2 separate regions of the Oryctolagus cuniculus genome follow, and region 2 is linked to region 1. A link is a contact called in public Hi-C data. All regions are on one chromosome and are shown on one strand. Each heading gives the region's core, a stretch centred on a gene start, on an enhancer-like site or on the middle of the called end of the contact. The rest is flanking DNA. Distances are from core to core; before and after follow the strand shown. Region 1 overlaps MYZAP (myocardial zonula adherens protein). Region 2 overlaps LOC127483686 (a long non-coding RNA gene).

Region 1 (6,789 bases), core at 1,345-3,844:
ATTTGAGAGGTAGAGTTACAGACAGTGAGAGGAAGAGACAGAGAGAAAGGTCTTCCTTCCATTGGTTCACTCCCCAGATGTCTGCAATGGCTGGAGTTGCACCGATCTGAAGCCAGGAGTCAGGAGCTTCTTCCCGGTCTCCTATGTGGATACAGGGGCCCAAGCCCTTGGACCATATTCTACTGCTTTCCCTGGCCATAGCAGAGAGCTGGATTAGAAGAGGAGCAGCCGGGACTAGAACCGGCGCCCATATGGGATGCCAGTACCACAGGCAGAAGTTTAACCTACTGCACCACAGCACCGGCCCCAAGGGGCCCAACTTCTTAAGCTATCACCTGTGCCTCCTAGGATGCACATCAGCAGGAAACAGGAATTCAGAGTGGCGCTGGGACTCAAACTCAGAAACCCTGAAATGGCTTGTGCACATCCCATGTGGCAGCTTAACTACTGTGCCAAACACCTGTCCCGGAGGTGGGCGTCATAACTGAAGTCTTAACAACTAGGTTAAACACCTGCCCCCTACTGGTAGATTACTGAATGTCCAAAGGGATAGCATGCATAGAGAGGAGCCTTCGGTTGGGCTTAATGCTTGATTTATTAAACTCATCTGTTACTTTGGGTTTCCTCAGGCCCTGAGGAACTTATACCCTGAGGTGTGGGTATAAGTTGAGATAGTTTATCTGGGAAGTGATCCCAGGAAGCCCCAGGAGGGAGAGGGGAAATAAGACAGGGATGGGAGGCCAGCCAGGAAGGGGAGACTTTTTGAGGAGATCACTGCTGTGGACAGTGGGGACTCACTTTCACTGGTGGTTCCTGGGAGGTGCCCCGAGTTATAATTACAAAAAGTCTAGGAGGCTAGGCCACTAACTCCCCCCAGGCACTGGGTGAGGTCTGCTTCTTGGACATAGCCTTGCTGAGTCTAATTCTGCCTGTCTTCCAGAAACATGTTGACTTTTCAAACCGTGCTTTGAGCCACGGATTTCAGAACTGCACGGTGTGTCCGGTGGGGTACTGGAGCTGCCTCACGCTGGCTCAGGAAAGCTGAGTGTGTGCCTTCTTTTCAGGTCTACATCCGGTTATCCTATGTTGGTAGCTTGAAATTAGCTATGGAGGGACCCTTTTCACTACTGAAATTGGCATATACCACAAATCAAGGCGTTTATTCCCTGGATGTACTGTGAAAATATTATCCAAGAGTGGAGTTTTATCTGAGATTTCTAAGTTTAGATCCTGACACCTCCACTGACAATCGAAACCATTCTGCTCAAGTGACTTTTATCCTTCTAAGCCTCATTTTATTTTTTATATATTTATTTTTTGGCATTTGTAAAATGGAGATAATCATACCTGCCTGGAAGGATTTCTGTTTTTTATGATAAAATGAAATATTGTGTGTGAAACACAAGAGCTGTGCTTGCCACATGTAAAAGTTTTTTCTTGATTGCTCAGCATCATGGAGACTTTAGTTCTTACCCACCTTTCATCATTTTCTGTGCGTGAACCTGAGCACATCATACTGCCACCAATTTGGGCTCAGTTGTTTCACTTTAACAGCTGAGGAGGAGCCTTAGATCATCTCCAAGATTACTTTGATTTTTAAAGTTTGAAAACTTTATTGCCTTTTTTTTTCAAATCCTATCAGGACATTGGGCAAACAGTCTGAGAGAACATTGTATCCCTGATCCTGGGCTCAGAGAAAAATCCAGGCCATTTCCTGGGTCATGGCTGACAATCTGGAACCTGTTTCTATTAAAATAGAAAATGTAGATTGTTTTGGACCCTGGATTTAGACTTACCTGTGTTTAAACTCATTTATATATTACACCCTTTTCCATTAAAATAGACACCAGATTCTTAAAAACTTTCTCTAGCTTGCTCTGTCAGGCTACATTTTCATTAGCCAATTCAAAATCTTCCTGTTAATAAAAATATGTCTATGTTTTCTTTTTCTTTCCTCCAAACAGCTATTTATTTGCTCACCTCCTGGAGAAGAAAGATCCTGTCCCCTATTTTCAATAGAGTAAATGTTCTTAAAACAAAATTACAAGCATGTATCTTCATAAGGTTGATAAGCTTTCTGGAACTCTGAACAGGTTTCATTGCGTTTCTCTTAGCTGGATATCCTAAACTGTTGGCAGAATTCGGAAAGCAGAGGAAGGCGTCAAATGTCTTGGCTTTGTCCATCCTGTGTTTAATATGCACACAGAGCTCTCAACATGTCTGTTGTGCATTCTCGAAGCTGTTACTAATTTTGCTGTGTAGTATTGGGGCGGCAGCACCAGGCACTAGGGTTTCCTGTCCACATATTATTGGACACATGTTCTTGTGGAGTGCACATACTTCAGCTCCTGGCTGCTCACGGCCCTGGGCCTGAGGGAGTTGGAGGAGGAAGTGACGGCCATGCATGAATGATGTAATATCCAAAGAGAAGAAGAAGAAAAAAAATGCCCGAAGTTGTTGCACTGGGTTCTTCCTTCCTGGAAGGCACACAAGCCTCCCAAGCCACCCTGTGGTATTCATTACACGTACAAACACAAGGTGGTGGTGTTTGAAAGCAGGAAAAATCTGCAATTTGATTCTCAATCCCAGAAGCGATCTGCTATGGGCTGCAGTCCAGGCAAGCTGTTTTGTGTCAGCCCGTTTTAGTGATTCTGCAAGGCTCAGAAGTGAATCGTCTTTGTTTGACTCCAGCAAGTCTTGTTAGTTTTATTTTTAAAGTATATCTGAACTCTGTCTCTCCCTAGCTAGCTTTCTTCCTATTGCTCATGTTCAGGGTATCATTTTTTAAAAATCAACTTTGATGCATATGAATTCACATAAATGTCTTGCATCTAGAGAGACCATGTCCGTCTGGGAAGTTTTGATCATTGTGTGTACTTGTGGAGCCACCGCCGCTGCGCAGAGGTGCACCACTTCAGTCACCGGCAGCTTCTCTGCTTCCCCGTTCACATCCAGGATACCCATGATACATTATTTTAGGGGAAGGAAGGAGGATATTATTTTAAAAGATTAATTTATTTATTTGAAAGTTAGAGTTACACAGAGAGAGAAGGAGAGGCAGAGAGAGAGAGAGAGGTCTTGCATTTACTAGTTCACTTCCCAATTGACCGCAACAGTTGGAGCTGCACTGATCCAAAGCCAGGAGCCAGGAGCTTCTTCCAGGTCTCCCATGTGGTTTTAAGGGCCCAAGGACTTGGGCCATCTTCTACTGCTTCCCCAGGCCATAACAGAGAGCTGGATCGGAAGTGGAGCAGCCAGGTCTTGAACTGGTGCCCATATGGGATGCTGGCACTGCAGGGGGTGGTTTAACCGGCTACGCCACAGCACTGGCTGCAGGGGGGTATTTTTTAAACACTTTTTGTCACTACAAGTTTGTTAGCATTCCATACCAATGAATTCTACAGTAGGTGCTTTTTTCTCTCTAGCTTATTTCACTCAGCATAATGAATTATAATGCACATAGGTTGCCTAGATTATTTTTCATTGCATAGTAGTGTTCCATTGTAAGAACATATCATAGTTTATTTATCCATTCACCTATTGATATATATTTGAGTTTTTTCCTGTTTGGAGCTATTGTGAATAAAACTGATATAGGGGCCAGCACTGTGGCATAGTGGGTAAAGCCACCACCTGCAGTGCTGGCATCCCATATGGGCGCTGGTTCTAGTCCTGGCTGTTCCACTTCCTATCCAGCTCTCTGCTATGACATGGTAAAGCAGCAGAGATTGGCCCAATTCCTTGGGCTCCTGCACCCACATGGAAGACCCAAAAGAAACTCCTGGCTCCTGTCTTCAAATTGGCGCAGCTCTGGCCATTGCGGCCAGTTGGGGAGTGAACCAGCAGATGGAAGACCTCTCTCTCTCTCTCTCTCTCTCTCTCTCTCTGTGTATGTGTGTGTGTGTGTGACTCTGACTTTCAAATAAATAAATAAATCTTTAAAAAAAAAAACCTAGTATAAACATTACTATACAAATCATTGTGTGGACATATGTTTTTTATTCTTCTTGAATAAATTCCTAGTACTAGGATAGCTGGATTGTAGGGTTAGGTATGGGTTTACCTTTTTAAGAAACTGTCAAGGAGCCAGCAGTCTGGTGTAGCTAGCAAAGCTGCCACCTGCAGCACTGGCATCCCATATGGGCACTGATTTGAGTCCTGGCTGCTCCAGTTCTCATCCAGTTCCCTGCTAATGCCCCTGGGAAAGCAGTGGGAGATGGCCCAAGTACATGTGGCCCTGCACTCACATAGGAGACGTGGAGGAAGCTCCTGCCTTTGGTCTGGCCCAGCTGTGGCCATTGCATCCTTGTGAGGAGTGAACCAGCCGATGGACACTCTCTCTCTCTCTGCCTCTGTCTCTCCCTCTCCGTAGTGCTGCATTTCAAATAAATACATCTTTAAAAAAAGTATAAGAAACTGTCAAACTGTTTTTCAAAGGAGTTGGAATATTTTACACTCCTACCAGAAGTTTGAGTATACTATTATCTCACACTCCTACCTGGACTTTGTATTCTTAGTCTATTTAACCATTCTAGGGGTATATAGTGATATCTCATTTTGGTTTTAACTTGCATTTCCTTGGTGACTTGTAATTTTGAACATTGTTTTTTTGAACATTTGTGCTTATTGACCATTATGTTGTCCCATTTTTGAACTATGTTCAAACATTTTTCCCACTATCTTACTGATTTTTTTTTCTTGTTTTATTTATTTGAAAGTCAGAATTACAAAGAGAGATTTTTCCATCTGCTGTTTCACTCTCCAAATGGCTGCAATGGCCAGGGCTGGGCCAGGCCAAAGCCAGGAGCCAGGAACTTCAGTTGGGTCTCCCAGGGTACAGGGCCCAAGCACCTGGGCCATCCTCTGTAGCTTTTCCTAGGCCATTAACAGGGAGCTGGATTGGATCAGAGTTGGATTGGATTGGAATGGAACCATAGCAGCCAGGACTTGGATCAGCACCCATATGGGATTGCCAGCGCTGCAGGTGGCGGTGTAACCCTCTATGCCACAGCACCGCTCTATCTTATTCAATTTTTAGTTTTCTTATTACTGAGTTCTGCGAGTTTTTTTTTATGTATTCTAGCCCTTTGTCAAATATATGTATTCTGAACATTTTCTATCATTCTGTCACATGCTTTTCCATTTTTTAAATGATACCTGTTGAAGAGAGTTTGAATTTTGGTTTTTATTTTTGATAAATTTGTTAACCTGGTTTTTTTGTAATGGTCTGTGTTTTTTGTGTCCTAAGAAATCTTTGTCTACTACAATATCATAGATATTTTCACCTGTGGTTTCCTTTAAAAATGTTCTATTTTTTGCTTTTTCACTAGAGGATGCATTTTGAGTTAATTTTTGTGTTGTATCTGGAGGGGTGACATTCTTTGTTCCCACGCAGATGGCCAGGCCTTTCACTGTAATGTCCCTTTTATTTCTGAGGGTGGTGATTTGTGCTCTCGCTCTCCCACCCTCTCCCTGTTCTCTGCCCCCTCTCTCCTGCTCCCTTTCTTCTTTTCTTTTACCAGTCTACCTGGGGGAAAGAGTATCCATTTTGTGGATTAAACATTTTTTAAATAGCTTTTGACTCTGTCGATTTTCTCTCTTTCTTTTCCTGTGTTACTGAGTTTTGCTCAGATAGTCACTAGTTCCTTCCTTCTAATTGTTTTGTCATAACTTTGGTTTTCTTTTCCTAGCTTCTTGCAGTAGAAACTGAGGTCATTGACTTTAGACCTTTCATCTTTTTTCATATAAGCCTTTCAAGCTGTAAATGTTCTCCTAAGCTCTGCTTCAGCTGCATCCCACAAGCTTTGATATGTTATGCTTTCATTATTATCCAGTTCAAAATATTTTCTAATTTCCCTTGGGATTTTTTTCATTGATTTATGTATTTTTAGAAGCATGTTTAACTTGTGAATACTTGAGATTTTCCTAGCTATCTTATTGTTTTTTATTTCTTTTTTTTTTATAGTCAGAGAACATACTTTGTATGTTTTAGTTCTTTTAGATTTATTGAGAGTTGTTTTATGGTCCAGCATATGGTTTCTCTTGATTAAGTTTTGTGTATGTATATATCCTATAAATAACCATTAAGTGCTCGATTAAGTATTATGTATGTGTGTGTATATATACATATATTCTCTAAATACCATTAAATTAAGTTTAAGTGCTTGGTAATATTGTTTACATAACATATATATTTTCCATGGTTTTATATGATTATCCTATCATTTTCTGGAAGAAAGATATTAAACTCCATTACTATGATGTTAGATGGTCTGTTTTTTTCTTTAATTCTGTCCAGTTTAACTATATGTATTTGGAAGCTATGTTATTAGGTGTGTACTCATTTTGATATGTTGATGATGAATTGACCTTTTCATAATGAAATGTTGTTCATATCTTTGTTAATAGTTTTTGTCTTAAATTCTCTTTTATCTGATATTAATAGAGCCTTTGCTACCTGCTTGTGTTTACTGTATATGTGGTTTATCTTCTTCCATCCACTTTATTTTCAGCTCACCTGTGTCTGTATTCAAAGTACATCTCTTGTAGACAACGTTTGGTTGGGACTACTTTTTATAAGTTCTGAGGGTCTCTAGATTTTAATTGGAATCTATAGTTCATGAGCATTTAATCATGTTAACATAGTTGGATTTAGTTCTACCATTTCATTCTTTTGTTTGCTTCTTGTAGGTATGTGTGGGTTTTTAAATTTTGTTTGTTTTATTTCCTCATTCTTGATTTCTTTTATATTATTTAAATACATAGAGACAGTATTGTACCTTTCCATGT
Region 2 (7,461 bases), core at 1,717-4,216, 210 kb after region 1:
ATCCATTGTGTTACCCTCAAATGCCTGCAACAACCAGAGCTTGGCTGGGCTGAAGCCAGGAACCCTGAACTCAATCTAGGTTGCCCATGTGGGTGACAGGGACACATTTACCTGAGCCATCACCTGCTGTCTCCCAGGATGTACATTAGCAGGCAGCTGGAATTGGGTTCAGAGTTGAGACTACAACTTGGGTGCTCTGATGTGGCATGTGGCTACCCCAAGTCTTCCAAGGAAAGTCTTAACCATTACACCCAACACACTTGCCACATAGAGATTTATTCTCTTACAAATGAGTGGGTCCTTTGAATCAGGATTAACAATTGAATTTCTTGGCTTCAGGTACTCTGTAGCCAGCTGAGCCTCCAAAGACTGTTTTTTCAAGGGTTATGGCTTTGTGAGACAACAGGCGACATTACTATTGATTAGAATGACAAAATACTTCCCAAAATCTTCTCCAGTGTCTGTGCTTAGCATGCGCAAGCTCGGCCTTCTCTTCAGTCCGCACAGCTGGGGCCTCTGTTCTACAAGACAGCTGCCAGCACAGCGGTACAGGTAGCTTAGAATCCTCTCCTCTCAGTGTGGCCCTACTGGCTGCTGTGTCCTCAATCGGCCTCTCCAGCCTCTTCTCCTACAGTCAGAGAGCACGGATCCAACAGTAGCTCACAGCGCTGCATCACGGAGCCCCCCTTGCCTGCAGTGCCATTTTCTGTCTCTCTGCCACTTGGCAAAGTTCTCACCCTTCAAGGCCCAGATCACTCACATCCTCCCTTTGCCTTCCCTAGATACAACTAAGCTTGCACAATTAGGTGACATTTTGTTCATACTATTGCCATTCACCGTGTAATTTTAGTTATCAGTAGCATTAACATTGTTATAATAAAAGCAGCTATCCTCAAAATACTCACTAACTTCCAGAAACTGCGCTATGGATTTATATTAGGTCATTTCAATATAATTGGATTTTGTCACATTTTACAGAGGGTGAAATTAATATCCAGAGACATGAAATTGTCCAAATTCACATACTAAGTTTATGGGGGTACTTCTAAAAATTCATTTAAACATGAAATTAGGGGCCAATCCTGTGGCGTAGTGGGTTGAGCCACCACCTACAAAGCCAGCATCCCATATGCTCACAGGTTTGAGTCCTGACTTCTCCACTTCTGATGCAGCTCTCTGCTAATGTGCTTGGTAAAGTTATGGACAACGGCCTAAGTCCTTGGGCCCTGCACCCATGTGGGAGACCCAGAAGAAGCCCCTGGGTTCTGGCTTTGGCCTGACCCAGCCTTGGTCATTGTGGCCATTTGGGGAGTGAATCAGCAGGTAGAAGATCTCTCTCCCTCTCTCTCTCTCCCTCTCTCTCCCTCTCTCTCTCTCTCTCTCCCTCTCTTTGAATAAGTCTGCCTTTCAAATAGAATAAACCTTTTTTAAAAAGATGGAATTAAAAGATGCATGCATTTTGGTGAAAAAAAAATTTGAAAGCCATGCATGTTAGAGGTCTTCAAAACTGTCATGAAAAATACATATTATGAAGAACTATGAGGGGATTTCAAAAATTTTTGGCACCAAAATAAAATTATCTTTTGATTGCATTTTCCAATGAACTTTTTGAAGTTTCCTTCTATCTGTCTGTTTCCCATTACTATAATAAGATACATGGGACTGGGTAACTTTAAAAGGAAAAGAGGTTTATTTAGCTCACAGATCTGGAAGTCAAGGGCATGATGCTGGCATTAACTTAGCTCTGCAGGCCTCATGGCAGATGATGGGGTGTGTGTGAGAGGGCGAGATCACATTGCCAGACAGAAAGCCAAAGGGCCTGGGATCTCACAATCCCTTCAAAGGGCATACTCTCCATGATCTAAGGATCTCCCATTGAACGCCACCTCTGCTGAAAGCCCACCACCCTGGGGACCCATCTTCTCACACACAAATCTTCGACCAAGTCAAACCATATCCAAGCATTGCACCATGCTGAGTGACAGAATCCAGTGCAGTGACACTGCCCAGCCCGTCTGGTTCTGGAGTCTGTGTGGTCTTTCACCCTGAACTACTGGGCACTTTTACACCCATCTTCTCTTTTTGTTGGCTTGTGAATTTTGAAGGAAGTTCTCAGCTTCGTCCACATTTGTGTTCACTCTCTCATGGATAGTGGGTCCCAAAAGAGCACTTTTCTTTGAAAGTGTGGTTTCATCTAGATATTGAAGGCTGAGGTTTTGTTGTGTTTGTTTTTGCAGGAAATTGATGAACAACTGGAATCAAGTTGCTTGCTGTTGGGCTGGACTGAGCACTCTCATGTTGTCAACTGCCCTAGGCATGGAATACTGCCAATCTTACAGAGGCAAGTTTGAGGGAGAACAATGGGGTACATGGGCCCATAGCATTGGCTATTAGCCAGAGGGGCAAACATTATGTATGAAGATAAGCTTCAGAGATGGGGTGATGGAGCCTAAAGATGAGTCTACACTTTGAGTGTTTACCATGCTCATTTTTTTCTTTATTCTCCTTTCCATTTCCTCTCCTGTTTCCCATTTTGAGATGGAAACAGAAATTCAAAGAGGGCTAAGTAACTTAGTTAACATGAATAAGTTACATGGATAGTCAGTGGCTAAGCTTCCTATTCAGGCATAAGGCCAAAGCTGCTACCACTTGGGTAAAGTGTGATAATTTAATTTTTAAATATTTATTTATTTATTTGAAAATCAGAGAGAGAGAGAGAGAGAGAGAGAGAGAGAGGTCTTCCATCCGCTGGTTCATTCCCCAACTGGCTGCAACAGCCGGAGCTGTGTCAATCTGAAGCCAGGAGCCAGGAGCTTCCTCCAGGTCTCCCACGCAGGTGAAGGAGCCCAAGGACTTGGACTGTCTTCCATTGGTTTCCCAGGCCACAGCAGAGAGCTGGATCAGAAGTGGAGCTGCTGGGACTCGACCCGGCGCCCACATGGGATGCTGGACCTGCAGGCGGCAGCTTTACCTGCTATGCCACAGCGCCGGCCTCTATAATGTAATTTCATATCTAACACCATTGCTCTGCCATTCCTGAGGCCATAGCTTGCAAGCATAGTTTTGTGCCTTACAGAAAAGGCATGTACTGGCTTCATACAGAAATGTCGATTATACTGTATAGCAAGGGTTGGGAGGGTTTGCCTAGCTCTGGCTCTGCTGAACTTTGGCTTGGCACACTTGCCCAGCACACAAGGAAAACAAGCTGAAACACATAGCCAGCTGCCTTCAGCTGACACAGGGAGTCTGGACGAATGCTGTAGCCATACTCTGCAAATGGAAACCATTCTTTCTGGTGGGGAGAGCCCTGTAGAGAACCAGCATTCTTTGCAATCCATCCAATCCACAGCAGCCCTTTGATGGAGAACAGGGAGAGCCCCAGGGTGAGAAGAATGGGGATGTCACCCTCAGCCTCACCCCCACTGCTTTGAAAGCCAGTTCCGCCCCTCCCATTTGCAGGGCCCACACACCATGTGTCTAAATAGTTCACAGTTATAAATCAAACCAACACACTGCCAGATAAAATATGTTCTGTCCTCCCCCCTGGACAAATCTAACTTCATAACAATGTGGATGGTCAGGCTGGAATTTACAGCTCTCAAGCTCGTGGAGTTCTCTACTGGAACAAGGTGGTACAGGGAGAAGCGGCTGCTGGCTGGAGGTTCACTCTCTATCCCCCAATGCACAAGGCTCTTTGAGTGCACATTTGTGATGTGGCAGTCCACACAGCACAATTCTGTCCATGTCTTCAGCATCCAGCTGCCCTTTGGCCATTCTGAGCCTGGGATTATATCTACAAGCAGAGTCATTTGAAGCAGAGAATTCCAGGAAGCCCGGTTCCTGAAGTGATGCTTAAACAAGCCCAGTGTCCAGGGGGTGTTTCTGGACAAGAGTGAAGGCAAGGCCCTGTAAAGCCCTATAAACAGCAGGTCTGGGCAGGATCAACCTTGCCTAAGTCTATGCTAAAGAGAGAAGTTTCATAATCATGATTTTTGGAGTGCCTGGGTTTGTGTCCCAGTTCCAGTTTTCCTGCCAATGCACATCTTGGGAGGCAGCAGGTGATGGCTCCAGTATTTTATTCCCTGCTACCCATGTGGGAGACCCACATGGAGTTGTGGGCTCCTGGCTTCAGGTGGATCCAGCCCCTGCTATGGTGGGCATTTGAGGAGAAAAGCAGTGGATGGGAGTTTCTCTCTCTCTCTCTCTGTAAATGAACAAATAAAATTTGAAAATAAAACAAAATACAAATAAGATTTGAATGAATTACAGTCACAGAAGTCAAGGGGTGGATTTTAAGTCAGAGATTATTGGAATACCAAAGCCATCATACACTTTGAATGCTTTCTGAAGTTAAGGTAGATTTAAGTAGTGATTGATTCTTATCCCCTGTGTCAGCTAAGATTCAATATCCCCTGCCCTTGGGGTATTATCAACATACTGGTATTTTTTTTAAAGTATAACCAAATACTAATGATCAACAATTTTAAATTAAAAATTTCCTGCATTTTATGGAACATCTATATTAGAAATAGTGAAAAAAAAAAGATTGCCTTCTTTGTGTAAATTGACAATTTTATATGACTTTTAAGCAGAGAAACTTTCAATTTGAGCACTAAAGCTTTCTGGGTTCAGTCCTTCCCCCGCCGGAAAGGGGTGAAGGGCCCATGCCTGGATTTCTTCAGGTGTGAAAAGCTCTCATCGCTTCATCATTTCCTTCGGAGCAGCGTTGCCTTTCCGTGCTAGGTATTCTGTTTCATCTGGAGTCTTTACATTGGGCCCTGAATCCTTGGGATTATAGCTGCCCAGTCCTGCACACGCACAGATGAAGTGAGGCTCCTGCTGGATCTATCACGGGATTGACGCATTATTCCTCATGTCATTTAAGGAGCCTAAGGTAGTCTTATTGAAGTCCCCAGGCCCAACCCTGTTTGGGTCTCAACAAAATATTTGTAAAAATACATAAAAAAAACTTCATTTTAGGGGATAGCATTTCAATAAATTTAGCTGTTCACATTTTCCATTTCCATTGTCAGGCCAAACATTTTTGGTATTTCCTAGCCCTTTTTTTTTTTTTTTGGCCAGGATTCATTTAAAATAATTAAGGTTTTGATAAATGGTGGCATAGTAGTTCCAACCTCATGCTTTGTGAAATATGGAAGAACAGGTCAAATAAGGTTAAATGTTGGATGACAGGGAATCCCTGTTCTTGACATCAATTCTGAATTTGTAAGAAACTTGAATCTTGTAGTGCTCAGCTCTTCCACTTCATGTCTGATGGATACCGCTGCCATAAAGGAAGTCTTTGAAATGTTAAACAGAATGCTTGTGGTTTCAAAACATTTTCTCCTCCTCTGGTGCAGTCCCCACAGCTGTCTTCACTGCCCCTCCTTCCTCCTACCCAGGGAGTTCTGTTGACCATGCACCTCCTCCAAGTGCCTTCAGCCTTCGGCCCTCTGACCAAACAGAAATGGCCACCCCTACTCAGAGTTTAGAGAGATTTCCTAAAGCCCAAAGGGTCCCCAGAATTTTAGACTCCTCTGTCTAAGAACCGTAGCTTCCCACAGGTGAGACAAGTGTTGCTGTTGTGGCAGTTACTGTCTTCGTGCAGAGATAATTGATTCAGATCCAAGATAAAGGAATGTGCCCATCTTACTCCTGCCTGGCCCACTTGGGAACCTATCTTCTGGGGTCCCTTTCAGGATTGAGGTAGCATTTATATTTTTTTCCTTTGTCCAGGGAGAAACTTTTTGTCAATATGTGTTAATCAATCCTACTTTGTTTGTGTCTATCAAGTTTTCATAATTAGTTCTATCCTATCACCTGTGAGAGCCTTTCATTTTGCCGGAGGTGTGACTTTCATGTGATACAGGCTTTGGGAGAATTTTACCATGAAAATTTCCTTAGGTGTCGATGACGGTGTTCAAGTAGCAAAGTTTGTGTGTTATTTGGGATTTTCTCGTTTGCTAACGGAGGAACTATATGTTTCATTATAAGTTGTGTCTCTTGCAGCTGAATATTAATTTAAACAAGGTGTATGTCACTTAAGTCTTCAGTAAATGTTTACAGAATGAACCAGATAGGATTAATGAAAAATTAACACACCAAAAGAATAGTTGGCACAGATGAGAATCCATTTTCTTGGTAATGTACAAATAAGAGAGAAGGCAAAGGTGACATCCTTTGAATGACGTGAACACTTTGCATGAGATAAGAAAAAAAGAAAAGAAAAGAGGTAAAATCAGTTGACATGAGCTTGTCTAGAAACTTGGACTCAGACTTAAAGATCAAGATGATAAGCTTAATTCACAGTTTCCCCCTCTTCCTAAAATCCCCTTGAAATGACAGAAAAATTAAAGTGTGGATAGTGTTTGAAGATGGGAATTGAATTTTCAGACAGTAGTGAAGAGATGGAAAGAAATCTTAGCAGTTAGAAGACAAACCTCCTGTACAGGTATGGGTACCTTTTGCCAAGCCTAGAGAAACAAGCGCTGAGTCAGCAGCTTTATACATCAACAACAAGGCTGTTCCTGATATGAAGTTCCAGTAACAAAGCATTCACACTCTGCCTTCATTCCAGTTCTCCCCTTGCTCTCTTCTTGTTCCAAGTGGTTGGCTAGGTCGTTGGAAAAAACAATTCCTTAAATGGGAACATTTTTGAGCTTGTTCAATGTGAAGGTGTGCTTCCCAGAACTGACCTGACAGCAGGGTAAAGCAAAACTGAAAAGCTGAGTACAGGGTGACCCGAGAGGTCTAGGTCTGTGGGGTGTGTGTGTGTGTGTGTGTGTGTGTGTTCACAGAATAGGCATCTACTAGGAAAAAGAAACTAGGGGATGTGGATAAGGACTTTTTAAGAAACCACTTGGCTAATCCTCCGCCTGTGGAGCCTGCACCTGGGTTCTAGTCCCGGTTGGGGCATCGGTTCTGTCCCAGTTGCTCCTCTGTCCAGTCCAGCTCTCTGCTATGGCCCGGGAGGGCAGTGGAGGATGGCCAAAGTGCTTGGGCCCTGCACCTGCATAGGAGACCAGGAGAAGCACCTGGCTCCTGGCTTCGGCTTGGCACAGCACACCAGCCGTAGCAGCCATTTGGGAAGCGAACCAACAGAAGGAAGATCTTTCTCTCTGTCTCTCTCTCTCACTGTCTAACTCTATCTGTCAAAAAAAAATTTTTTTTTTATTCAGTCTGTGATGTAACTCCCTTCTCTGGTTCCCATCAAACTTCAGGAAATATTCAATATTTTAGAAGTGTGATTTACGTGCTTTGGGTTGGCTGAGGGTGATGATTTTAGCCTGATGAGAGGAGAGCAGGATGGACACAGCAGACCTAGCTTTTACGAGGGCTACAGATGGTCGACATCAGACATTCGAGGACAACCAATATATGCACAGAACCAAATGACAACAGTTGACCCTCCAGAATTCTGCCATGCAGGGAACAGAACTTGAAAGGAAAATAATTATAATT

What was found. Hi-C and Micro-C count contacts between places; a contact is called where the count stands out from the background.
Region 2: a contact with region 1 is called in a Hi-C map of embryonic fibroblasts, with 1.6 times the contacts expected there. The contact joins two enhancer-like sites. A contact is called at or near these places in 2 of 6 Hi-C or Micro-C datasets (embryonic fibroblasts and psoas muscle).

The regions. Positions count from the first base shown.
Region 1 is chr12:80,518,522-80,525,310 of mOryCun1.1, forward strand. The region is part of intron 12 of MYZAP (myocardial zonula adherens protein); the gene reads left to right. Among named protein-coding and RNA genes, the nearest start is that of POLR2M, 51 kb to the right of the region's middle. Within about 2 kb of position 2,595, at least 1 of the 8 cell types and tissues checked has an H3K27ac peak or open chromatin away from gene starts, as enhancers often do.
Region 2 is chr12:80,732,100-80,739,560 of mOryCun1.1, forward strand. It overlaps LOC127483686 (a long non-coding RNA gene), which reads left to right. Exons shown (of 3, transcript XR_011380921.1): 3 at 2,238-4,544. Among named protein-coding and RNA genes, the nearest start is that of POLR2M, 160 kb to the left of the region's middle. Within about 2 kb of position 2,967, at least 1 of the 8 cell types and tissues checked has an H3K27ac peak or open chromatin away from gene starts, as enhancers often do.